Regions from separate parts of the Mus musculus genome. Here regions 1 and 3 are each linked to region 2. The links are chromatin contacts, called in public Hi-C and HiChIP or PLAC-seq maps. All regions are on one chromosome and are shown on one strand. Each heading gives the region's core, a stretch centred on a gene start, on an enhancer-like site or on the middle of the called end of the contact. The rest is flanking DNA. Distances are from core to core; before and after follow the strand shown.

Region 1 (4,444 bases), core at 1,144-3,643, 460 kb before region 2:
TCCTGCCAGTGCCTTTAACCCCTCCCTACACCAGCACTGACTAAAGTAGATGCCCCTGGACTTTGGCCTAACTTTTCTGCTTATAACAGTAGGAGGGTAGGCTTTTGTCACCCATGCTGGGGACAGTTCCAATACATTGGGCATTTACTTCAATAAATAATCATGATACTGATTTTGTGAAACATTAACAAAACGTGTACTCTGAGTTACTAGATGTCACAAGAGGACTGGTCTTCTGTCAAACATGGACACGTCATAGGAAATGACTGCCTCTAAACAGCTGTTTTAAAGTAGTTATGATTTCAGGTGCTGCCACACGTGAAAATGTAGTTAATTTAAAAATCAGTGAACAGCTTACCCTAATGCAGAAAGGCCTGCGACAAGAGGTCAATGTAAGTCACCAGTGCGCCTATGACAGATAAAGCTCAAGTTTTACTTTCATAAGAAAGCTGTGTTTTGGTAAATCAAATGGACAGATTTCTTCTCAAATAGATCTCCTAGATTCTGGGATATGAAGGAAGGGAACAGGAAAGAAGAAATTTTTTCTTTTCTTGGGCCCTGTGTATTATGATCCTAAAAGTACTTGGGGTAGGGGTGGGATGTCTGACAAGGTATTTAACAGTTAATGGTTAATAAAACCACCCGTGTAACCTGGTAAAGAAATTACATCTCTAATTACAAAGTGCACAGAGAATACACACATCTGCTCAGCTTCTCACTTACACAGAGGACAAATGCCTGCACACATCTGCTGCAGCTCCACTCAAAGGCCAAAAGCCTGAGTCAACCTATCAATTAGAAACCTGGTTCCAGAGAACGGTGGGGGGCGGGTATGGTATGGTGGGAGAAACTTCTGAGAAGACCCCCAAAAGAAATTTTACAAACAGATCCTTGAACATCTATGGAGAAACAGCTCTAATATGAAAGTACTAATAGTGTCACTACAAAAACCACAAAGGAAACAAACACAGAAAGCACTAACTATGGCTAGACAACCCTGCCCTAGAGTAGAAGCTGCCAGGCCAAGAAGTAACACTGTAGCTGCTTCTGCTTTCTAATGGGATCAAGCAAAGGCTAGTCTGAAAAATCCAGTGGGAAATGATTTTATAACACCCAAAGAGATGGTTTCTCTTTGAAAAATAAAGTCTAGTTTTGGAAACCCACTTTCTTTCAGTTTCAAAAACCCAAAGCCTAAGTAGAGGGAGATGTATATCCAAAAAAACACCAGCAAAAACCTCTTTAACTTGTGCATGTTGGTCCTTCGGCACCCACCCTTCCACTGTGCTACCCAGTGGCAAAGTGCTCCGAAATCTTAGTAAGAGTTGCTGACATTATTATCACCATGTGGAAGACAATGTGGAAGTGAAAAGTTGCCAAATACATGCTCTACAAAGTTTTATCATTAACTCTGTTTTAAAACCTACCATACACACAATTCAAAAACCTTCTTATTGCCCAATACTTGAGGGAAATGATAATTTAAAAACATCCAAACACTGCCCCCCATTAAATGCAAAAGAGGAAAAATACAAACATTCAATTGGGGTGTTTATTTCTTTTAAATAAATATAATCTACACTTGATTACATGAGCTTAGTCTACCTACTCATAATCAGTACAACAATATTATCATATATGTTTGTGTGTATGTATCAATCAATCAATCAACAGGCTCTCCTGTGTCTCAGGCTGGCCTCGTGCACCTCTGCTATGTGGCTGAGCTGAGAATGCTCCTGTCCTTCTGTCTCTACCTCCTCAGTGCCTGCACAGGCTTGGTGCATGGTATGCAAATGTTTTGCTGACTAAGCTGTATCTCCAGACTGCATTATTTTATTTTTAGAGAGCCTTTTTTTTTTTTTAAACTGAGGATTTAAAGCATGTACATGAGCCACAGGGTACACGGGTCAAGTCACTGGATGACTTCTGAGTGTGTTCTCTTGTTGCACCCTGTGGGTCTCAGGACTGATGGAGAGAGCCTTTACCACTGAATCATCTTGCTGGCCCTACACTATTTTAAAGTGCTATATTAAATAAAGCAAAATTTCTTTTTCAAAATAAGCCCAACTTCCTCATTTGTAATTATCTCCAGTTTTGTTCTGAGTCTCTTCATGATTTCAGTTTCTTTTTCATTTGGAGAAACTTTCTATAAGAGAGTCTTTTGAATTTAGAAGCCAATTCAAAAGCAGTACCTATAAAGTTGGTTTCTTACCATGGTCTTCAATAGCATGCAAGTTTAAAAAAAAAAAAAAGAGTAAGAGGAAGGGGCCGGTCACCATGGTGACCTGTGCACTCACCACTTTCTCCTTGGACCTCAGGACACCCAGCTTCCCGAAGCGTACGTGAAAAGGCGAGCACTGGTAGGAGCCATCCTGCTGCCTCACCACGACCACATCGATGCATCCAGACAACGTGGCTTGGTTAATGCCCTTGTAGAGTTCCTTCACAGTGACGAGCACCTGCCCAGCCAGCTGGCCCACATAATTCATGGTTTGAGACTGAGAAAAGAAAACGATGTCAGCACTAACTTTGACAACTAACAGCAACGACATAAAGAGTTTGATTAAACATACACTCTGCTCTGCTGTCCAGAGCCCATTGCTCTCCTGCTGCCCCAGCTACATCACACATATGTCTCAGACTGGCAGTGCCTCTAAGTGGGGTTGGAGGCTGTGGAAGTTCTGTTTCCTTCCACACCCCAGGGTGGGGCCAACTGTCTTCATCTCCCTCCACCAACCGCTCAGGACCTGCAGTACTATGTCCACTCTGACCACAGGAGGCAAGGACAGGAGGACTGTCACCTCCAGGGGAAGCTTGGGATTTATCTTTGCAGAGAGACAAGGGATACAACTGAGAACCGAGATCTTCTGGTTCAGATACATCAGGTACATGCTGCGTCAAGCGAGCTGTGGTAAGCTGCGCCAAGACTAACACACGTACCATGACTTCAGAACCTCAACATGGCATAATGGGACATAACGTTTGTGTCCCACAATGTTCAGAGCACAAAAGGGGTTTTGGTTTCTCAACTTCAACTCACTACTCAAATCAAGATCACCAGAGCTCTGCAATTCAAAAGAGAGAGGGTACATCTAAATCTGGCTTCACCCCTTACCCTGACTCATCCACTGAAAAACCCAACCCACACCAAAACAAACCCATTAGTCCTCAGGCTGTCAGCTCTCCCTCCAGCGGGTGAACACACCATCACTCAGCAGACACCTTTATGTTACGTTAAAGCCAAATCCACAGAGAGTCCATCCCCTGGATGTAGGATCAGAAAAACCTCCAGCTTTAGGCTAATGCAGAAGTCAATTTTTATTGGACTCTAGGAGTAATGAGTCCAAACTATTAACTGCGCAGAGTGGCCTCTCTAAACCAGCTCTGGTTGCCCTAAGCTCAAGATTCCATATTTGCAAAGTTCTAGAGAGACATTCTGTGTTGTCAGGTAAGTCCTAGGTGGAACAGGGACAAAGTGCTGATCCCCTAAAAAAAATGAAGTGGACCTGCCAGGTCCCATCAGCACATAACTCAGCCTACTGGCCAGAGACAGTCAGTGCCTAAGGCAAGACAGACTCCACTCAACAGTCTATACAGAGATGACTGTAACCACAGTCTAGCTGTTGAGTAGCCTGAAGCATATAATCCTGATTATTCCCCTGGGTATTCCAAGGTTTCCAACTGCACATTCCAAAGAGCTTGCTTTGTGCAATGTACACAAGCAGCTACATTTACTACGATCTCCTAAGGTGGAGGATGTCATAATTATAAAGAAAATATGTTATAGCCATGAAACAATTATAAACAGGTGGCTTTGGTTTTAGGATGAGGATGGTTGCTTTTATTTTGATAGCAAGGCCAGATTAAGCACACATCAAATACTTAATTTTTGAAAAAAAAATTTTTTTGAGATAGAGTCTCACTGTACAGTCCTGGCTGGCCTGAAACTCAAGACATAGACTAGGTTGCTTCTGAGCACAGAGGGATCTGCCCACCCCTGCCTCCTGGATGCTGAGATTAAAGGTGCCACCACTCCTGACCAACCTTTCTCTCCAGGGTCTCTTTGTAGTCAAGATGGCCTAGAACTTAAGACAACTTTAGTCTCTAAAGTGTTGGGATTACAGGTGTGTGCTACTATATTTGACAATAATTATTTCTTGAATAAGGAAAGAACTATCAAATGAACTACCAATAAACAAGCTAAAACCAATAAACAGCTAAGAGTCATTACTGTACTATGTGCAGCAGAAATACTATTCCATCAGATCACTCATGGATAATCTCATTGTATTTTTTCTTTTTGAAATGGTCTTACTATGTAGCCCCAGCAGGCCTGGAATTCACTATGAGGACGCTACCGGCCTGGACTCACAGAGACCCACTTGCCTCTGCCTCCTGAGCACCACTATTCCTGGCTCATTATGTTTTTAAAGATTAACATTTCTGG
Region 2 (4,450 bases), core at 947-3,446:
GTATTAGATCTTTGAACCCAGGACCACAAGCTTGCTAACCTACAGTTTTCCCCTTGAGTCCCAGGCTGCTACCAGACTGAACTTGTATAAAAGCAGTTATTAATCAAGTTCACCCTAAAACCACGTGGTGGAGAGAAAGAACCAGATCTTGCAAGTGGTACTCTGATCTTCCAATGCACACCAGATCGCACATATGAGATCACACAAGTGCATACAAAACAAACGAGAGAAATTAAAAGAACAAGACCTGCATGAGTCTGAGAGAGGGCTCGATCGTAAACACACCAGCTGCCAAGCTTCACAGCCTGAGTCGATCCCCAGAGACCCACATGGCAGAAGGTGACAACCGACTCTCAAAAGTTGTCCTCTGGCTTCCACATGCACATCGTGGCATGCATATGCCCATACACATACAAAATAAATAGATGCAGTTTTAATTAACAACAGCAACAACAAAAACATCAGGCTTAGTGGTTAATCCTGACACTAGAGTGGCAGGCAGATTTCTGTGAGCTTGATGCCTACATGATGTGTATGTGTGTGTGTGTGTGTGTGTGTGTGTGTGTGTAATATTACAAATAAACAAACAAAACAAATCTGTAAGATGTGTAGTCACACATTGTTCATACACAGAACAGAAGGACATTATTCTGTAGTGACGACTCATTTCCTGGGAAGGCGCACAAGCACAGATCAGACAATTTTCTTTCTTTCTTTAAAAGATTTATTTAAATTTATGCATATGATTTTTACCTCCCCCCCCGCCCCCCCCCCTGTGTATTCTGTCCACCACATGCATACCTGCTGCCTGTGGACCGGATCCCGTGCAGCTGGTGTCGGGATGGTCAAAAGCCCTCACGTAAGTGCTGGGAATGGAACACAGGTCCTCTGCAAGTGCTCTGGACCTCTGAGCCATCTCTCCAGCTGGCGGATCCCTGTGAGTTTGAGGCCAGCCTGGTCTACATAGCAAGTTCCAGGACAGCCAGGGCTATGTAGAAATCTTGCTGCAGTCTCAAAAAGGTCTGCCTTTAATCCTCAGAACTACCAAACAAACAAACAATTTTAAAAAGAGAAAATACCTAAGTATATATAAGTTCTAAAAAATTAACAAAACCTTGCAAAATCTCTGCCCAACAGAGTCCACATGGAAAAATTACTGCCCTATTTCAAAAATATTTACAGCTTCCCCCTTTTCAGGCCACCCAGAGAGATCCTGGTGGTTGGTGAGGCGCACTCGCTTGCCAGCCCACCTCTGGGAGGTACAGTGCACCCCACAGTAGTTAGTATGCATTCTGGCTCCTGGGAGGTGCCTGTGTGAGAATGACTTCCACTCAAGGCATCCTCCACGGAAAACACTTTTCCCTGTCACTGAATGGGGGGGGGGGGGGAAGCGGCTCTGAGCGAGCCGAGGAGGGAGGGGCCGGCAATAACTCTTGCAGTCATCCACACCCTCGCCAGTTGGTGATTACCAGGATCCCAGACACTTCCTAATGCCAGACAAACGCCCCAAGCCTCGGCATGTCTGGCTTGAAGATCTATTCAACTGATAGCCCCCGCCTTTTCGAGGGAGAGCCCCATTGCCCGGGCTAATCAAACAAAACATTGTTCTCAGAGGCAGGAAGAAAGGAAAGGCTTGTCTCTTGGACGCAATGTTTGGGATTCATATCTATATATAAAAACATAATACATATATATTCCCAACTAAAAGGTTGCTACAAAACTTGGAATTCCGGAGGCGTGGCTGGTTTGCACAGAGCGTGCACTGTATAGAAATCCCGGGAGGGGAGGAATCTGAAAGCTAAGTGCCATTAAAAGAAGGGGGTGGGGTGGGGGGAAGCCCCAGGCACTTGATGCCTGTAAAGGATGTAAGTCACAGCCACTCTATTAGACCTGCAACCAAACTAGACTCAGATCCGTCGCAGCTGCCCTCCAAATGTCAGCGTCAGTGTTGGGCAAAGCTTGAAACCCCACCAGGCTTCAGGAGAGCCATTCTCACCCACATTTTCCCCCGAGCACTCTTAGGAACCTGGCAACAGGTAACGTGGCAACCTTTGACTTCTAAAAGGCGAGTGGGATAATTTCAGGGAACAAACGGATTGTTTTTGAGCCAGCTGCATCTCGCCTAACTGCCCCCGCACCCAACCTCCTCCCTCCCAAGACAAAGTCTGGGAAAACAAACTTAAGTGCTGCAGGCTGTCCTGCTCTCTCGCACGCCCTGGTGGCCAACATCGGAACAACATGCACGTGTTCGGAACTCCGCGGCAGTTCCCGCTGGTAAGTTTTGTGGAAGTGTGCCGACCTGTCTCTGGTGCAGAGATGGAATCCATTCAAAATGTCCCCATTTTTGTTGTTGTTTTCGAGATATGGTAGATATTTAGCCTTGGCTGTCCTGGAACTCACTATGTAGACTAGGCTGCTTCTGTCTCCTGAGTGCGGAAATTAAAGGTAAACGCTAGCAGATCTACCTGTAGAGAGTCTTCACTTTTATTTAAGCACATTGACAATTATCCACGGAATGAAACCTCTGGACTCAGACGCCCCCCTCCTCCCCAGAATCAGTGAGGGAGAATACTGGGAACAGGGTCTGGTAAACATTGCAGGAGGCTCGGGCCTGTGATTTCTTCCTTTTGAGGCCGATGTGGGAAGACCAGGGTTCAAGACCAGCCTGGACTCCTTACTCAGGCTTTGTCTTGAAAAAGCATCAACAAAACGTGATTCCTGCTGTAATTACTCCCATTTTCCCTGTTTGTCTCGTATATTCCACATACAGACACCTTTTGGGTTTTGAAGCTTTCCCAGTCAGCCCTGCTGGGTTCCTGTGTTATAAGGATTACTGAAGATTTCCACACTGCCAGATCAGCTTCCCAGACTGCAGCTACACCCAGTAAAATGCCAGCGGCTGTGTTTTTAGGCTGTCTGATCCTCTTAGACACTGCCCTACCCCCTTTCCAATGTTGGGCAGAAATGGAGGCCCAGTCCCGAGTCGCTGTTAGCCCACAGGACCCAGCGCTTCCTGGCTCTGCATCTGGAAACGGTACACGGAAGCTTGAGAGGTTCAGATCAAAGTACCTGGTCCTCTCAGAAACTTTCATTAATTAACTAAATTAGAGGACACTGAAGAATGCTGGAGGTGTCTCTTCAGAAGGCGCGGGGTCCAGGGGTTAAGGTCTGAGCCCTGTAGTATAGACCTCCACGAAGCTTGACAATCAAATAATACTATAAGCCAAAACCAGCCCATGCCTGAAACCATGAGATGTTAGAGTTGTTTTTGCCCACATCGTGTAAGGGCAAAGGTTAAGGCCGGGGGGTCTGAGTAAGCTTGGTAGGGCCGCTGGCCTGTGTGAACCACACAGCCTTTCTAGAGCCAGGGAACCGTGTGTTGAAATCGGGAGGGACATTTCGGTCTTCAGGGTTACTAATTTCCCAGGCAGCGGGTGTTGTTCCCAGATGGGAATACGATCTCTTTAGCACTTCATCTCCCGGCTTTGCCAACAGGTGCTATTGAGTCAACTGTGCACACAGACGGCCGTCCTGGCACATTCATCACCAGGAAGATGTCATTGCCATTTGTTCCATGACTTTCTGGATTTTTTTCTACCCCTGACTCAGACACAGTCACTTCCTCTTACGCTTAGGGAATTGTTTTGTTTTTTTCTTTTTTCTTTTTTTCTTTTTCAGCATTTGTAATTGTGTGTTTTTCAAAATATGTCCCCGTCTGGCCTACAGGCCTTCCTGAGTTGAATGGACTGTTTACAGAAGAGAGAGATTCAGGGCCCAAGGTCAGGGTTACAGAATTATATAAGGCTTCCTGTTTGGGCAGCTGGTCTACCAAGCCCTCAGGGCAGACTGAGTTTTGACAAAAGCCGGCTGCCCGTTGGGTGTGGTGGCACATACCTGTAGCTCAGGAATATCAGAAGTTCAAGTGTTTGGTTTTGAACCCCTGGACAAGCAACTGAGGTGTATATATATCAAAGCAGACCTGGCCTCCAGGTTCTCCCAGCATCCCTCACTCCCTACCTGGCATACCCTGCTCCCATCATTGAATTTTCCAGTCCAGGGCTGGGCTGCCATTCCCTTAGTGGCTCCTTCCTATCTAATCCTGACGTTTGGGTCTCTCTCTTTCCTCTCCTTTTCCCTCTTTGTATGAGGACTCTTTCTCCCCTCCCCGTCTCCCCCCACCTCCAGAGCAGCTTCCCAAGAAACCGGCCTTTAATCTAATCTGATCTGTCTTGAATTGACTCATTTTTGAACACGCACAGACTTTTCTTTGCTATTCTCTATATACAGACAGTATAACAAGTATTTGCTTGGTGTATGTCCACATAATTCCTACCATGCAGGAGGCTGAGGCAGGGGAGATTGCAAATGGAAAGCCAGCCTGTGCTACAAGTTGAATATTTGTCTCAGAAAACTAACATTGGGTTGGTGAATACTTGTAAGCCCAGAACTT
Region 3 (4,334 bases), core at 1,288-3,787, 330 kb after region 2:
TAAGGAAAGTCTTCCTTAAAGGGTCACTTCCTTTGGATTTGGGGAGGAAGTTATGAATCAAATAGACACACACATCAAAGCAGAGATCCCCCCCCCCCCCCGAGGTGATCTACAGCTTTCAGGGTCTGTGATTCTCCATGGCTACCACCACCACTTGGGTCTCTGTCCCCTTCTTTCTCTGGGTGGCTAAGATCAGGCTCTTGCTGAAGGGGAAGAGGCAGGTATGGGTGTCCCTGACTCTGTTCTTCCTCATCTTGGTGTTCTGTCAGTGGACTGTGGTTCCATCCAAGACAGCAGCTCCTGAGGACACCACAACTATGCTTCTTAAAGAACTAGTCATCTTCTTGGCTGTCCCTATAGGCCTGTGGCGGTGACAGCTTCTTACTGGACACAGTGCTGCGCATTCCAGCCTCTCCCATTACTTTCCTTCCAGCCTGTCCACTGCATATGAAAATAATCCCTGGTTTAAATTCATTGCAACCTTATTGTAAGTGAGATTCCTTCCCCACAATTCTGGCTGATATGGCGGAACCAAAGTTATCGAAATCCTGATAGAAACTACAATGAATTGAAATTTCGAGTCACACAAACATGCGTCCGAATCGCAAGCTGCTTATTATGCATAAAATGCCAAGAGATTAGGCCACTGAAATTCCAGGTACAAAAGACCTGAGCAAATGAATCAGAACCAAGCAGGATTAATGGTATTAATCACGTATTTTCATAATCACCCCCACCACCTGCTGCTAATGACACATTCCACACAGACTTCGAGAAATAAATCACGAGAACTGTGTGGAATGAGGAATCGGAATTTAAGTAGGTCAGAGAGGAGTTCAGAACCCAGCTCATGTAGTAATCAGAGAGTCTAGTTACACTCTCTCTCTCTCTCTCTCTCTCTCTCTCTCTCTCACACACACACACACACACACACACACACACACACACACACACTGTGTTGTTGCTTGTCTACTGGAAGAGTCACTGCATATTGAGGTTGCGGACGGAACTCAGCTAGATTTTGACTCGGGCATCAAATGCTGTTGTTATGGCCACATATGAATTCTCTATGGTCTGTGCCCAGCACTACATGTTCTAGCACAAAATCTCTGTGGACAGACTGGTGTGTTTTTAAAGTGAACTATAAACCAGGGAAGGGTGGCACGCCTTCACAGTTTCAGCACTTGGGATGGCTGAACCAAGGCAGGAGGATGGATGAGTTGGACGTCGTCTGGGCTACACTGTAAGATACTATCTTAAAACAAAACAGTAAAAACAAAGAAGATATGTTTCCCCTAACTGAACCATCAAACAACAACAACAAAAACTTGGCAAGATTTTAGAAAATTGTAAGTTTCTATAGCTTTGTTCTTTAGTTTTGGCATTTTAGTTTGTTCCTTTTTTTATAAGGCAGTGGGCTAACATCCAAGTTTACTATTTAACATATTTTTTTGAATTGGAATTAAAACTGAGTTGCGTTGAACTAAGAATGAACTAAGAGAGAAAGCTGAAGGCTGAGAATAGAAACTATTCTCAGGTAATATCAGAAGCGACAGAGTTGCCAAGATGCTGGGAAGACAGTGTGAAAAGGACAGAGCTTGCAAGAAGATGCAGCTTCAAGTTGCATGCTGTTTCCGCACACACTAGAAATTGCTACCCTTTAACAAATTTTATGATTACTATTTTTAACCATATCCACTTTTCCTCTTTTTTTGGGGGGGTGGGGAACAGCAAGAATAGTTAAAAGGTATTTCTTTCTAGAAAAGATTATGAGCTAGTTCAGAGTTTGCGCAAACTTCAGAAGTCAGCACGAGAAATGTTACCACATCCCATAGGCCACTTTGAAATCCCCAGAGAGCGCTTAGCTGACAGCACTGCCCCCTGGTGGTATTTTATGTTGTTGCGTTGTGAGTAAAGATTTAAACCCGTTTTCAACACAAAACAGTTAAAAAAAAAACAAAAAACAAACAAACAAACAAAAAAACCAACAACAACAACAAAAAAAAACCCGTACTCTTATTTGACGGCGACTATTATCTTCCTGTGGGATATTAGAGATATATAATATCTGTGGTATGGATAAGAAGAGCTTAAGTTCCTGGCCCCCAGACTGAATCTATCTCTCTTTTAGGAACCCATCTCTGGCCGGACAGGTGGCAGAGACCACGGTCTCATTGTGAGGGTCTAAGCACCTTCTAAATCCTTCTGAAAACAGAAACTAGGAAACACTTATCTAATAAAACAACCTTCATGAATTTATGGTATGTCTTACTCAGACTCAAGCGCAGAACGGGGTTTTTTGTGTTTTTTTTGTTTTTTTTTTTTAATCTTCTTTTGTCATTTGTCAATTTTCTGTGCTCTGAAGATGCCTGTGTCTACTCACACACCCCCGCACACACACCACCGTAAGAGTAGATCCTGAGACACCCGAGCGGGGGTAAGGATAACAATCAGCTCACAATTCCTTGCAGTGTGTTTGGCCTAAGCATGGCGAGCTTGGGATATGCATGTCGCCCTTAATTTGAAGTCCCTTGGCATTCTCCTCTTAGCCTTGCTGCGCCACCTGCTGGACAGATACGCACAGTGCTCTCATTTTACCGTTGATTCCTACAGATTGCTTTCAATTGAATTTTGTTTTATGATGATGTGAAGCTTCATGTGACTCTAAAGTAAAATTTACGAGATGAATCTGGTGACCATCTCTCTGTTATTTAGTCTGGCTCCTTCTTCCCGAAGGTACAGGTTTATTTTTAAATGCTGTGAGTCTTTTTTTTATTAACATATCAATATATTGCTATAAAACATTAATTTCTATCGGTGTGTCTCATTCTCCCTCGTTAGGTAAGTAAAGAATATTTTACAGATCCCTGTCTACCTAGAAAAGTGAGCATACACACACACACACACACACACACACACACACACACACACACACACACACATATATATATATATATATATATATATATATATATTTGTTAGTTTGTTTTGTTTTTTTGTTTTTTGTTTTTTGTTTTTTTTTGAGACAGGGTTTCTCTGTATAGCCCTGGCTGTCCTGGAACTCACTTTGTAGACCAGGCTGGCCTTGAACTCAGAAATCTGCCTGCCTGTGCCTCCCGAGTGCTGGGATTAAAGGCGTGCCCCACCACCGCCCGGCATGGGCAACACTTTTAAAGGCATCACTGTTACTGGCTTCTGTTCAGAGACAGGATGGCTGTCTTCACAGATCCACAGCTCCTGATCTGCGTCCTTTACTGGCCATTCACTATGTGAGAGATGCCACACTACAGACGGCTCTGAGATCTATGGCTGTCTTTTCTCTTCTTAGGACACATTTACAAACACAGAAATCTCCCTTTTATCTATGACTCATTCTCCTGATGGTTCAGCCACCCATAGTCACACGCAGGCCAAAAACATTAAATGGAAAATTTCCAAAATACATTTCCTAAGTTTAAAATTAGGTATTATTCTAAGTACTGTAATTAAGATCAATCCTTTGTGTTGCCTGAGTCCATCCAATCAGGGATATGAGTCATCTGGTTATAGGTTATTTATGCTGTACAGTCTACTTGCTTCGTGTCAGCAGAAAAAGGAGAGAGAGAGAGAGAGAGATGAATATGAATGTATTGTTTATATATTTCATTCTGGTTTATTATTACATTTTATCTCTTACCATGTTTAGGTTCACAGACTCAACTTTAACATTGGTATGAGTATAGGAAGAAAGAGCATCTAGACTTCAGTGGTACCCATGGAGCCAGCAGGGACCTTGGAATGTAACCCCATGGCTAATGGATCCTTCTCCATAGCCTTTTTCCCCCACATGCCTCCTGGTGCCTCTCTTCTTCTGTCACATCTATCTGGCCTTTCTCTTTGTCTGTTTGCCCCCTAAGCCATCTTCCTGCTCCATTTGGATTCTATTTCCCACATTTATTCCTTAACATGGGGGTTGGTTAGAGAAGATGTGTGCTGAGAGCCCCTTTTCAGTGTCTGCTGGGCTCAGGCTATCCCAGCTCACAGGGTTCTCTATGTCCACCCACATACTATAGCCAGAGAGATTTCAACTGCTCCTCCCAGACTGACCCTCCAAGCTTTGTGGCGACAGCTATGATGACTTTAATTTCTCTGTCTCTTGGCGGTAACAGGAAGCCCCCAGCCTTCCTTTTGTCTTTTGTAACACATTAGGAAAGCCACTCATGCCATAGTATAACTAATAGTTCATGCAATCTGCAAATATTAAAAAAACACACACACACACATTTGGTTCAAAGTGATGCAGTTTAGTACTTCTGTATCACTGAGTCAGCCATGGGGTTTTGTTTTTGCTGTTC

What was found. A called contact is a pair of places that touch in the nucleus more often than the background predicts. HiChIP or PLAC-seq counts read pairs in DNA pulled down with a chosen protein or histone mark.
Region 1: a contact with region 2 is called in an H3K27ac HiChIP or PLAC-seq map of microglia, with 4 times the contacts expected there. The contact joins two enhancer-like sites. A contact is called at or near these places in 4 of 115 datasets of contacts at active chromatin or transcription factors (embryonic forebrain, embryonic hindbrain, large pre-B cells and 1 more).
Region 3: a contact with region 2 is called in a Hi-C map of cerebral cortex, with 2.4 times the contacts expected there. The contact joins two enhancer-like sites.

Annotation. Positions count from the first base shown.
Region 1 is chr17:71,213,015-71,217,458 of GRCm38.p6, reverse strand. Lpin2 (lipin 2) reads right to left here. Exons shown (of 20, transcript NM_001357791.1): 2 at 2,295-2,495. The coding sequence starts at 2,486. Among named protein-coding and RNA genes, the nearest start is that of Lpin2, 32 kb to the right of the region's middle. Within about 2 kb of position 2,393, at least 76 of the 459 cell types and tissues checked have an H3K27ac peak or open chromatin away from gene starts, as enhancers often do. A contact at or near this core is called in microglia, where this site is marked.
Region 2 is chr17:70,752,892-70,757,341 of GRCm38.p6, reverse strand. The region is part of intron 6 of Dlgap1 (DLG associated protein 1); the gene reads right to left. Among named protein-coding and RNA genes, the nearest start is that of Gm36746, 37 kb to the right of the region's middle. Within about 2 kb of position 2,196, at least 194 of the 459 cell types and tissues checked have an H3K27ac peak or open chromatin away from gene starts, as enhancers often do. A contact at or near this core is called in cerebral cortex and microglia, where this site is marked.
Region 3 is chr17:70,428,119-70,432,452 of GRCm38.p6, reverse strand. All of the region lies in intron 1 of Dlgap1 (DLG associated protein 1), which reads right to left. Among named protein-coding and RNA genes, the nearest start is that of Dlgap1, 5.5 kb to the right of the region's middle. Within about 2 kb of position 2,537, at least 24 of the 459 cell types and tissues checked have an H3K27ac peak or open chromatin away from gene starts, as enhancers often do. A contact at or near this core is called in cerebral cortex, where this site is marked.